Regions from separate parts of the Sus scrofa genome. Here region 2 is linked to region 1. Evidence: chromatin contacts called from public Hi-C data. All regions are on one chromosome and are shown on one strand. The core of a region is the stretch at or near the end of the contact, and the rest is flanking DNA. Distances in the headings are between cores, read along the strand shown. Region 1 overlaps SYN3 (synapsin-3). Region 2 overlaps SYN3 (synapsin-3).

The links. A called contact is a pair of places that touch in the nucleus more often than the background predicts.
Region 2: a Hi-C map of omental adipose tissue shows a contact between it and region 1, with 1.8 times the contacts expected there. The contact joins two enhancer-like sites. A contact is called at or near these places in 6 of 47 Hi-C or Micro-C datasets (embryonic fibroblasts, heart right ventricle, mesenchymal stem cells and 2 more) and 1 of 2 datasets of contacts at active chromatin or transcription factors (skeletal muscle).

The regions. Positions count from the first base shown.
Region 1 is chr5:12,318,226-12,322,705 of Sscrofa11.1, reverse strand. The region is part of intron 6 of SYN3 (synapsin-3); the gene reads right to left. Among named protein-coding and RNA genes, the nearest start is that of TIMP3, 78 kb to the right of the region's middle. Within about 2 kb of position 2,430, at least 10 of the 83 cell types and tissues checked have an H3K27ac peak or open chromatin away from gene starts, as enhancers often do. A contact at or near this core is called in omental adipose tissue, where this site is marked.
Region 2 is chr5:12,482,047-12,486,395 of Sscrofa11.1, reverse strand. It overlaps SYN3 (synapsin-3), which reads right to left. Exons shown (of 14, transcript XM_021091548.1): 10 at 3,169-3,271. Among named protein-coding and RNA genes, the nearest start is that of FBXO7, 42 kb to the left of the region's middle. Within about 2 kb of position 1,380, at least 24 of the 83 cell types and tissues checked have an H3K27ac peak or open chromatin away from gene starts, as enhancers often do. A contact at or near this core is called in omental adipose tissue, where this site is marked.

The DNA.
Region 1 (4,480 bases), core at 1,181-3,680:
AGTGTTTGCTGATTTCTGTGGTGTAAATACTCCCATTATGGCCAATTTCAAGTTACCTATGTTGCATGAATGAATGTGACTTGGGAAGAGATGCGCAGAACTGGCTCTCTTGAACAGGTGAGAGCTGCCTCAGCACATTGCTAAAGTAATTGTTACCACGTCCTAGTCTCTGATGTGTCCTGCAATAAATAAACCTATTTATTTTTATTTATCTCAGTGTTTCTCAAATATATTAGATTATGGAACCCTCTTTTCTCATAATATCTCTTGATATTCTATGCAACTGGTATTCTTGAAAGCATACTTTAGGAACTACTGATGGGAAAGAACTCATACATTTTTTTTTCTAAAAATTCATCAATTTGCCATCGTTTAAGAAAGTGGAAGTGTGGTCTGCACAATTAGGGGCAGTGTGTGAGGTGAGGAGTGCAGCCAGAGCTCCCATCTTTAAAGAGGAGATACAACTGACACACACAAAAGAATTGGTGAACAACAACTGAGCTAGAACTGAGTAATAGACTGAGGCTGTGATGCTCAGTGCAGAGCCTGGGGAGGGCTGGAGTTGCATGGGGAGCCCTCTGCAGGAGGTGGCTCTTATCCAAGCCTGAGAGCCTGGGAAGGCTTGTGAGGTTTTGGAGAGGATTAGAGGAGAGACAGGCTGCAAGACGGGTGAAGCCTGAGCCAAGACCTGGACCATATAATGAGAGTGTGGTTGGCAACTCCTCCCCGACTCTATCCAGTTTTACTCAAGGTCTCACCTGGAGCAGTTGAAGCACCCATCTCCGGAGACCAAGGTTCTCTCCTAGATCATCCCTTCGGTGGCCTTTCCTGTCTGTCTCCTGGGGCATGTTTCCATGTGTCCAACTCTTTGATATGTCTGTGTGTCTGTCTATCATTCGGAGAACTCCCCAGGTAACGAGGTTCCTTGGCAGAAGTCATGCAGGACTTAAGAGTTTAATTCTCTTCAGTGGGAGAAAGTGCTGGAGAGCACAGTATAGAACCTAAACTCCATGCTGGGGCAAAAGGCCTTTCCTACTTCCAGGTGGCCAAGTTGCCCTAAAGCTCCATGAGTAGCTGAGGGTGACCCCATGAGGTAATAATAATAGCTGTTACTTTTTAAAAAAAAGTATGGTAACATATACACGAGATTTACCACTAAAAAAATTTTTGGGTGTGCAGTTCAGTGGCATTAAGATATGTAAACATCACCACCATCTAGTTTCAGAGCTTTTCATCTCCATAAACTGAAGCTCCGTATTCGTTAACTACTAACTTCTCATTTGCCTCTCCTGCTATTACTCACTGACCACTCTTCAATCCTAGGACTGTTCTAAGAAATTTACATGTATCAATTAATTTAATCCTGACAGAACCCTAGGATGTAACTGTCTCCATATTACATAATGAAAGAAGAGATAAAGAATGGAGCAATGTGCCCAAGGACATAGAGCTAAGAGCAGCAGCAGTAGGTGAACTCAGCCAGATCAGATCCTTGAGCCCATGATTAGATACCTGCTGTCTACCTCAGCACCAAAGCGGGACTCATTCCAGACTCAGCAAAGGCAAAGACTCTTTGTGAGGATCCTTGACGCTCCTAGCTGCACGAGGGCTGGGACCCCTCAGGCTTTGGGGGACCAGGACCCGACATCATCCATTCCTCCCTAACCAGATGATCATCCCCCCAGCAGAGGAGATCTGGGGTCTCTAGGCCATCCTTAGCAACGAGGGCTGTACGCATGGCTGTGCAGGATTCCGCCACTCTGAAAGCTGTCGGCTAGAAACACCTGAGACAGAGTGTGACCAGGTCTGGCAAGTCATAGTCTCAGTGGCGGCTCTTTATTCTGGAGGTGTCGATGGGGGGGAAGAGTGATGTCAGACTTGGGCAAGCTGAGGGCTGAGGCCAAGGAAGCGATTGGCAAGACAAGCTCTTGGCAGAGATGGCTCACTCTGCGTTAGAAAACAGCCACCTCTGAGCCTCCTCAAACACATAAGAACAGTCAAGATGGAGAGTGGGGACAGCTATGAAGGATTCTTGGCTGTGGAGACAGATTTTCAGAATGTGAGTGACAAGGCCTGTCAAACAATCCTCCAGAACCAGGGATCTGACTTGAAATCGAAGCTTTGGTTTCAGTTCCTGTGTGGGGGCCTGTATGGCCTCACCCTTTTGGTGGCCTTGTCTTAAACCTTCCTGTTTGTGCATGCAAAAGTGTGTGTATTTTTGTGGGTTTAAAACGTTTAATAATGAGGTTCTCTGTAGCTATTTCAGACCCAATCACGTCAAGCCCAGACAAAGATCTAAGGAGACTAGCTTGTGTTGTTTCCTGTCAAATTCCTTGGCCTTCTTGGAATTAGACTCATAAGGTTAGTTTACACAGCCAGGATGTCTTTCCCAGCTGGAGCAGGGCGGAGTGGAAAGTGATTGATGCCGTACTGCTCCCAGTCTGGCTAGGAGGCAGTTACTATGGAGGGGGCCCAGGCTGGAGAGTCACACCCCTGTCACCCACATTCTTCCATATCCTCTTTCTGAAATCCTCCTTGCCATCCTGCCCTCACTATCAGAATCTCTCCGGAGATTCTCCAGATGATGTCTGCTATGCCTCCTCTGCCCTTTGGGAGAATTCTGTCCTCCCCTCAATGCTCTGCCAGGGGAAAAAACTCTAGGCTATTCTTTGAACAAGAGATGGCCACTGGTGCACAGCTGACCCAAAGTAAGCACACTGGGAGACAAGACCAAAGGACTGAAAAAAACAAAAGCAAAGGTAGAAAATATAAACAGATTCACAGGTGAAACATATGGTGGTGTCATCAACCACAGATTGTGAAAATACTTACTATGTTCAAGAAAATAGAAAATAGAAGAGGAGTTTCCTGGTGGCCTAGTTGTTAAGGATCTAGTGTTGTCACTGCTGTGGTGCTGGTTCAGTTCCTGGCCCAGAAACTTTTGTGTGCCACAGATATGGCAAAAAAAAAAAAAAAAAAAAAAAGAAGAAGGAAAGAAAAAGAAAAAAAAAAGAAAATAGAGGAAAAGATGGAAAATTTTTATAGAGAAACAAAACTGACAAAAAAAAATCAACTGGAAATTCCAGAGCAATAAGATGAAATTACTCATATTAAGCACCAAAAATATAGGTCTAACAGTATAGACACAGCTGAAGAAAGGATTAGTGAAGAGGAAGATGCATAAGTAAAATACATGTATGGTTGGGTCTTGCTCTTACTTAGAAATATCCTATTAATCTTCATCACTTACTTGATAACACCCAGAGTTACTGTGATACTCTCCAGTTTCATCCCTCTCCTTCATTCACCCAGTTCTTCACTTACATGGGAATGTGAAATCTGTTTTTCCAAATATGCTGTGCATATTTTTGCCTATTATTTCCAGGAAGTCCCTACATTTCTGTCTGGTTGCAAGCTTGGATGTTGCCTTCTCTATGAAGCCTTTTTCAGGCTCCTAGCTCTTCCCTCATCTCCTTTTTGAGGTACTGGAAGAAATTTCTCCAAAACAGTTCTTAGCACCATATGTTAAAATCATTTAATATGCCTATTCCTCTTTCCAGAATAGGACTTCACCAAAGGCAAGGCATACGTGTTATTCATCATTTTAATCTCAGTTCCTAGCATAATGTCTGGTACATAGTTAGTGTTTAATATTATAATGAATATTGTAAGAACCAAAGTACTTTAAGTATCTTACTAATCCTTGATAAACTAATCCCAGTGAAACTGTGACTTGATGTTTAATATTTTCCCTTGTCAGGGAGAGGGAGGGAGTGGAATGGACCGGGAGTGTAGGGTTCACAGATGCAAACTGTTGCATTTGGAGTGGATAAGCAATGAGATCCTGCTGTATAGCACAGGGTATATCTAGTCACTTATGATGGAATCTGATGGAGGATAATGTGAGAAAAATAATGTATATATATGTGTGACTGGGTCACTTTGCTGTACAGTAGAAATTGACAGAACACTGTAAACCAACTATAATGGAAAAAATAAAAATCATTTAAAAAATGAAAAAAATTTCCCTTGTCTATCTGTTTATTTTATCCCCTACTGCCCCTTCAGAATATAAGCTCCATGAGGACAGGGATTTTTCTTTTTCTATTCTGTTCACTATGGTATCACAAATGCCCAGCACACAGTAGGTTTCAAGAAACATTTGATAAATGAGGGAAATATTTCTTCTAACACTATGGAGAGAAAGCAGGGCAAAGGAAATCAGAGAGCCATCCAGGTTGGACACTTAGAGCCCATGGAAGGTTGGATACAGTCTGAGCTCCAGCAGGTAGGCAGGCACTCAGAGGAGAGGGGTGAAGCCTACAAGAAGCTTTGAAGGACAGAGGAATGACTTAGCACATCTTCTGGAGTCTATCCTTTTCTGTTTATGTCCTGGTTCCAATTATTTAAGGAAAACAGCAGTCCTTGCCCCATGTACTTTTTGTGAGGATAGAGTAAGATTCTGATAACAGAACATGGG
Region 2 (4,349 bases), core at 131-2,630, 160 kb before region 1:
AGGGAAACATTTTTTTCCAGTGAGCAATGTCATTGCTTGGACAGGTCATGGAGGACAAGTTCAAGGGTCTTTCCCCCGAGTATTTCACTGTGAGGACCTTCACAAAACATGTCCCACAAATTTTATGTCCTCACCACAGAGGCGGCTGAAGAAATCAGTATTTTTGGATCTCTTCTGTCTTTTTTTTTCCCCAACTGGGGAAAAAATATCTTTTATCTTCTTGGTAAAAAGCTCCCCATCTCCCTTGACCCCACTCTAAACTGAAAAGCCAGGGAAACAACTCTGCAATGTTTCTGAAAGAAAAAAAGAAAATCTAAAAAGTCATTTTCCCCTCCCTCCTGTAACATTTTTGGAAGATGTTTTCTTGTTTTTTAAAGTCCAAACCCACTTTTTTTTTCTTTTATTTTAATGTGAAAGGTCTTTCATTCCTGACCCTCTGAATGTCTGGAGGTAGGGAGCCTTGGCCCCTCGGGTACAAATTTTTGTTTCCTGAGAGGGAATTTTGAGGAAACTCAGAGATGCAGGAGCTCTTGAGGGCAGAGATAATGCTGAAGCAAGACAGAAGGGGCTGCACTCCCAGGAGGGAGGGGAAGGGAGTGCAGGGGTCCTTCATCTGCTGATTGCCTCTCGCCTCCCAGGTGGAAGCTCTAAGGGACAGTGTCTCTACTATTGTGTTCACTGCTGTATCCCCGTCACCTGGCTTGGGGTCTGGTGTCCAGAGCAGGGGCTCAATAGCGGATGAATGAATGGATGAATGAATCCATGACTGCATGTGTGCCAAAGCTGTGTTCATGTCTGGTGGTCTCTGTGCAGAGATGCAGAGGCAGGCGGGCCAGGAAGGGTCTCAGGAGAGGCAATACCCCCAGTATTGGCCTGCAGCTCCCAGGCATCCTCAGGAAGGTGGGAGCCTTCTTCCTCCAGGGAGCAGCCTGGCGCTTGCTTAGAAGCAAGTACACAGGCCAGCAGTTCAGCTCCTTCAATGTCCTCTGAGGAGGGGTTGGTGAGGGGACTTGAGGGGAGAGCTATTTTCTAGAGCAGGACTGAACCTGCAAGTATAGATGCAACTCATCCTTGGAAGCTACCTGGTCTTTCTGGGGTGGGTGAGTGTGGGCAGAGGAATGGTGTCCACCCTAGACTCCCTCCCCTTCACTTCCAAGCTGGCTCCTCCCTAGGCTGGAGTATGAAGGCCCGCCTGGCATGGCTGGGGGCGAACAGCAGGGCTCCCATCCATGGAGTCACCTGGCCCTGCCGCGCTGTGGGTCCTGGGTGTGGAGCAGACACGCGGGGATGGAGGACTGGCTGGCTCCTGCGGTCACCCCGGCCATGTGCTTCCCATTAGCCGCCCACACCCCAGGGAGGGGGGCAGCCGCAGGGCTCTCCCTCACGTGTCTTGGCCTTGTGTCAGCACTGCCTCTCTGCTGTGGTTTGAGGAGAAGGCCATGGAAGGGAAGTGCCGTAAGGAGCTCTGGGGGGTGTGAGTGTGGAGTGGCGAGGCTAGGGAGGGAAGGGAGAACTCTGAGCCAGAGGGCATTTTCAGAGGAAGCAATGGAGAGCCTTGGGCTGGGGTGGTGGGGGCAGGGGACAGGGGGCAGGGAAAGGGAGTTAGGATGGGACATGGAGACTGTGAAGTGAGGAAGGACATGGGGAGCCATGGAGGAAAGAGGGGGACTGTGGCATTGGGGGAGGCAAGGGAGGATCCACGGAGGGGAGAGAGGGATTGTGGGATTGGGGGGAGGCATGGGGGGAGTCATGGAGGGAGGGGGGATTGTGGGATTGGGGGGAGGCATTGGGGGGAGTCATGGAGGGAGGGGGGATTGTGGGATTGGGGGGAGGCATGGGGGGAGTAATGGAGGGAGGGGGATTGTGGGATTGGGGGGAGGCATGGGGGGGAGTCATGGAGGGAGGGGGGATTGTGGGATTGGGGGGAGGCATGGGGGGAGTCATGGAGGGAGGGGGGATTGTGGGATTTGGGGGAGGCATGGGGGAGTCATGGAGGGAGGGGGATTGTGGGATTTGGGGGAGGCATGGGGGAGTCATGGAGGGGAGGGGGGATTGTGGGATTTGGGGGAGGCATGGGGGGAGTCATGGAGGGGAGGGGGGATTGTGGGATTTGGGGGAGGCATGGGGGGAGTCATGGAGGGGAGGGGGGATTGTGGGATTTGGGGAGGCATGGGGGGAGTCATGGAGGGGAGGGGGATTGTGGGATTGGGGGAGGCATGGGGGGAGTCATGGAGGGAGGGGGATTGTGGGATTGGAAGAGACATAGGGGGAGCTATGCAGGGAGATGGGGACTGTGGAGCCAGGAGAGACATGGGCAGCATGGAGGGGAGATGGGGATTGTGGGACTGGAGGAGGCTGGGGCCTCTGGAGGGAGAGGGGCATTGTGGGATTGGGAGAAGGTGGAGAGGAAGTTGTGGGGGTGTGGGGAGGGTGATGAAAAGACTACAGAGACCTGTAGGCAACAGCTCTGGAGGACATCAGGAACTGTGGGCCTGTGGGATGCATGGGCTGCAGGAAGTTGAGGGGGAGAGTCTGGGACTCCGAGCCCCTTTGAGCCTCTCTCTTACAATTAATTTTCCTTCTATCACGCTCCGTTCCTAACCTTCAGCGCCCTTACTTGTTTACTATTCTTTCCTGCCGGCCTGTCCACCCCATGTCTGTCTTGCTTACTGGCTCTGTCTCCTGAGCTCTCCCACACCAAGCCTAAGGGAACTCCTGAGTACATGTTTGTTGAATGAACAGATGATGGAATCTCTGCATGGTGACCAGGGAAGTGTGCCCTCTTTACACACTTGGACACTGAGAAAATAGAAGAGGCCCAAGGAGACAGAATCTTGCCAATTCTTAGCTACTGCTCTTCTCCTACTGTTGGGGCCACAGGTTGCAGAAAACTGCCAAACCTCCTGCCTAGAGCTCTGGAGGCTCAGCTCAGAGTCCCTGGGCGCAAAGGCTTTAGATGTGGCCAAGGGTGGGGACTGGGGGGTGGTAATTGAAGGTGGTGGGTGAGAAGCCTCTGGGAGTCACTTGCTGAGGCCTTGGCACCATGTGCCCCAGCCATGGGCTAAGACACAGCTGACCACGCTGAAGGCCACACTTGGACTCCTTCCCACTGACGTGCCTCCCTGGGAGTCCAGCCAGGCCAGGAGGAGCTCCTCCTTCACCTCTCACCTCAATGATGTAATCTCTGCCATCCTTGCTGTGGACAGCCTTGACAGCACAGATGTCCAGGCCCCCAAACATCTCTGAGCAGCTGTCCACCCACAGCCTGTACCTGCAGGGAGGGACAGACAGTGAGCATGTGGAATGGGGAGCAGGAATGGGGAGCAGGGACAGGGAGGAGAGGAAGAGAGGCAGACAGAGGTTGGGAGAGACACAGAGAGATGCACACAGAAGAACAGGCCATGAGACAGGTAGCGACACACATACGCCCATTCAGAGATGGAGAGAGACAAGACATAAGAGACAGAGAAGCAGCAAGAGAAACAGAAAGGCAGAAAGACAGAGACACAGGCAGTAGGAAAGACAGAATGGGTAAAAAGGGAAGCAGAAACACAGATGGACAGTGAGAGAGAGAGAGACAGAGAGGGAGAGAGACTAGAAAGGGAGCTAGGAAGGCAGGGTAGAGGAAGGATGAGGGGGAGAAGGAACAAGAGTTGGGAGAGATCTCTGTGAACTGAGCCTACCCCTCTAGCACTTTGCTGGCTCCCCAGTAATAGGGAGCTTGCCCTACTCCCATCTGGAGCTGTCTTGGATACCCAGCTTCCCTGAAACCCTTTTCCCTTGGGAATCCTGCGTGAAGGGACCTAGGAATCTCTCCGGGGCCACCCTCCCAGCCCCAGCCTATGGGGACAAAGGGCTCATTCTCTCCCTGTGGGGATGGAGGCAGGGGAGCCTGGCAGGCTGCGCCTCCCTGGTCTGGGGGCCTGGCCCTCTGGACCCACTGCTTTTGTTCCCTTTCCAGCCACTCGATGGCTGCAAGGCCCGTTTGCTTTGCAGAGAAAGATCTCAGCGCTGGACTTTGACCCTACAACAAGGGGATGGTTGTATCTGGAGAAGTTTTCCCGGCCTGGCACTTGGCTTCCCTTGTGGTGGCTGGATTTGGACTCACAGGGGACTTTGTGTCAATGTTCTTGCTTCTCTCCCCACTCTGCAGGGTCACACAGGGCAGGCCTGCTCTGAGATCTATTTGTGTCTGAGCCATAATCCTGGAAGGAGGAAAGATCCTGGCTGAAGTGCTCCCAGAACCAGCTTTGGCATCCCATCTGCTAATGCCCTTTGAGGCACTGCAGGCACTGCCCATGAATTTGCAGAAATTCCAGGCTTGAGTAGACTATTCCCATGGGAGGCTC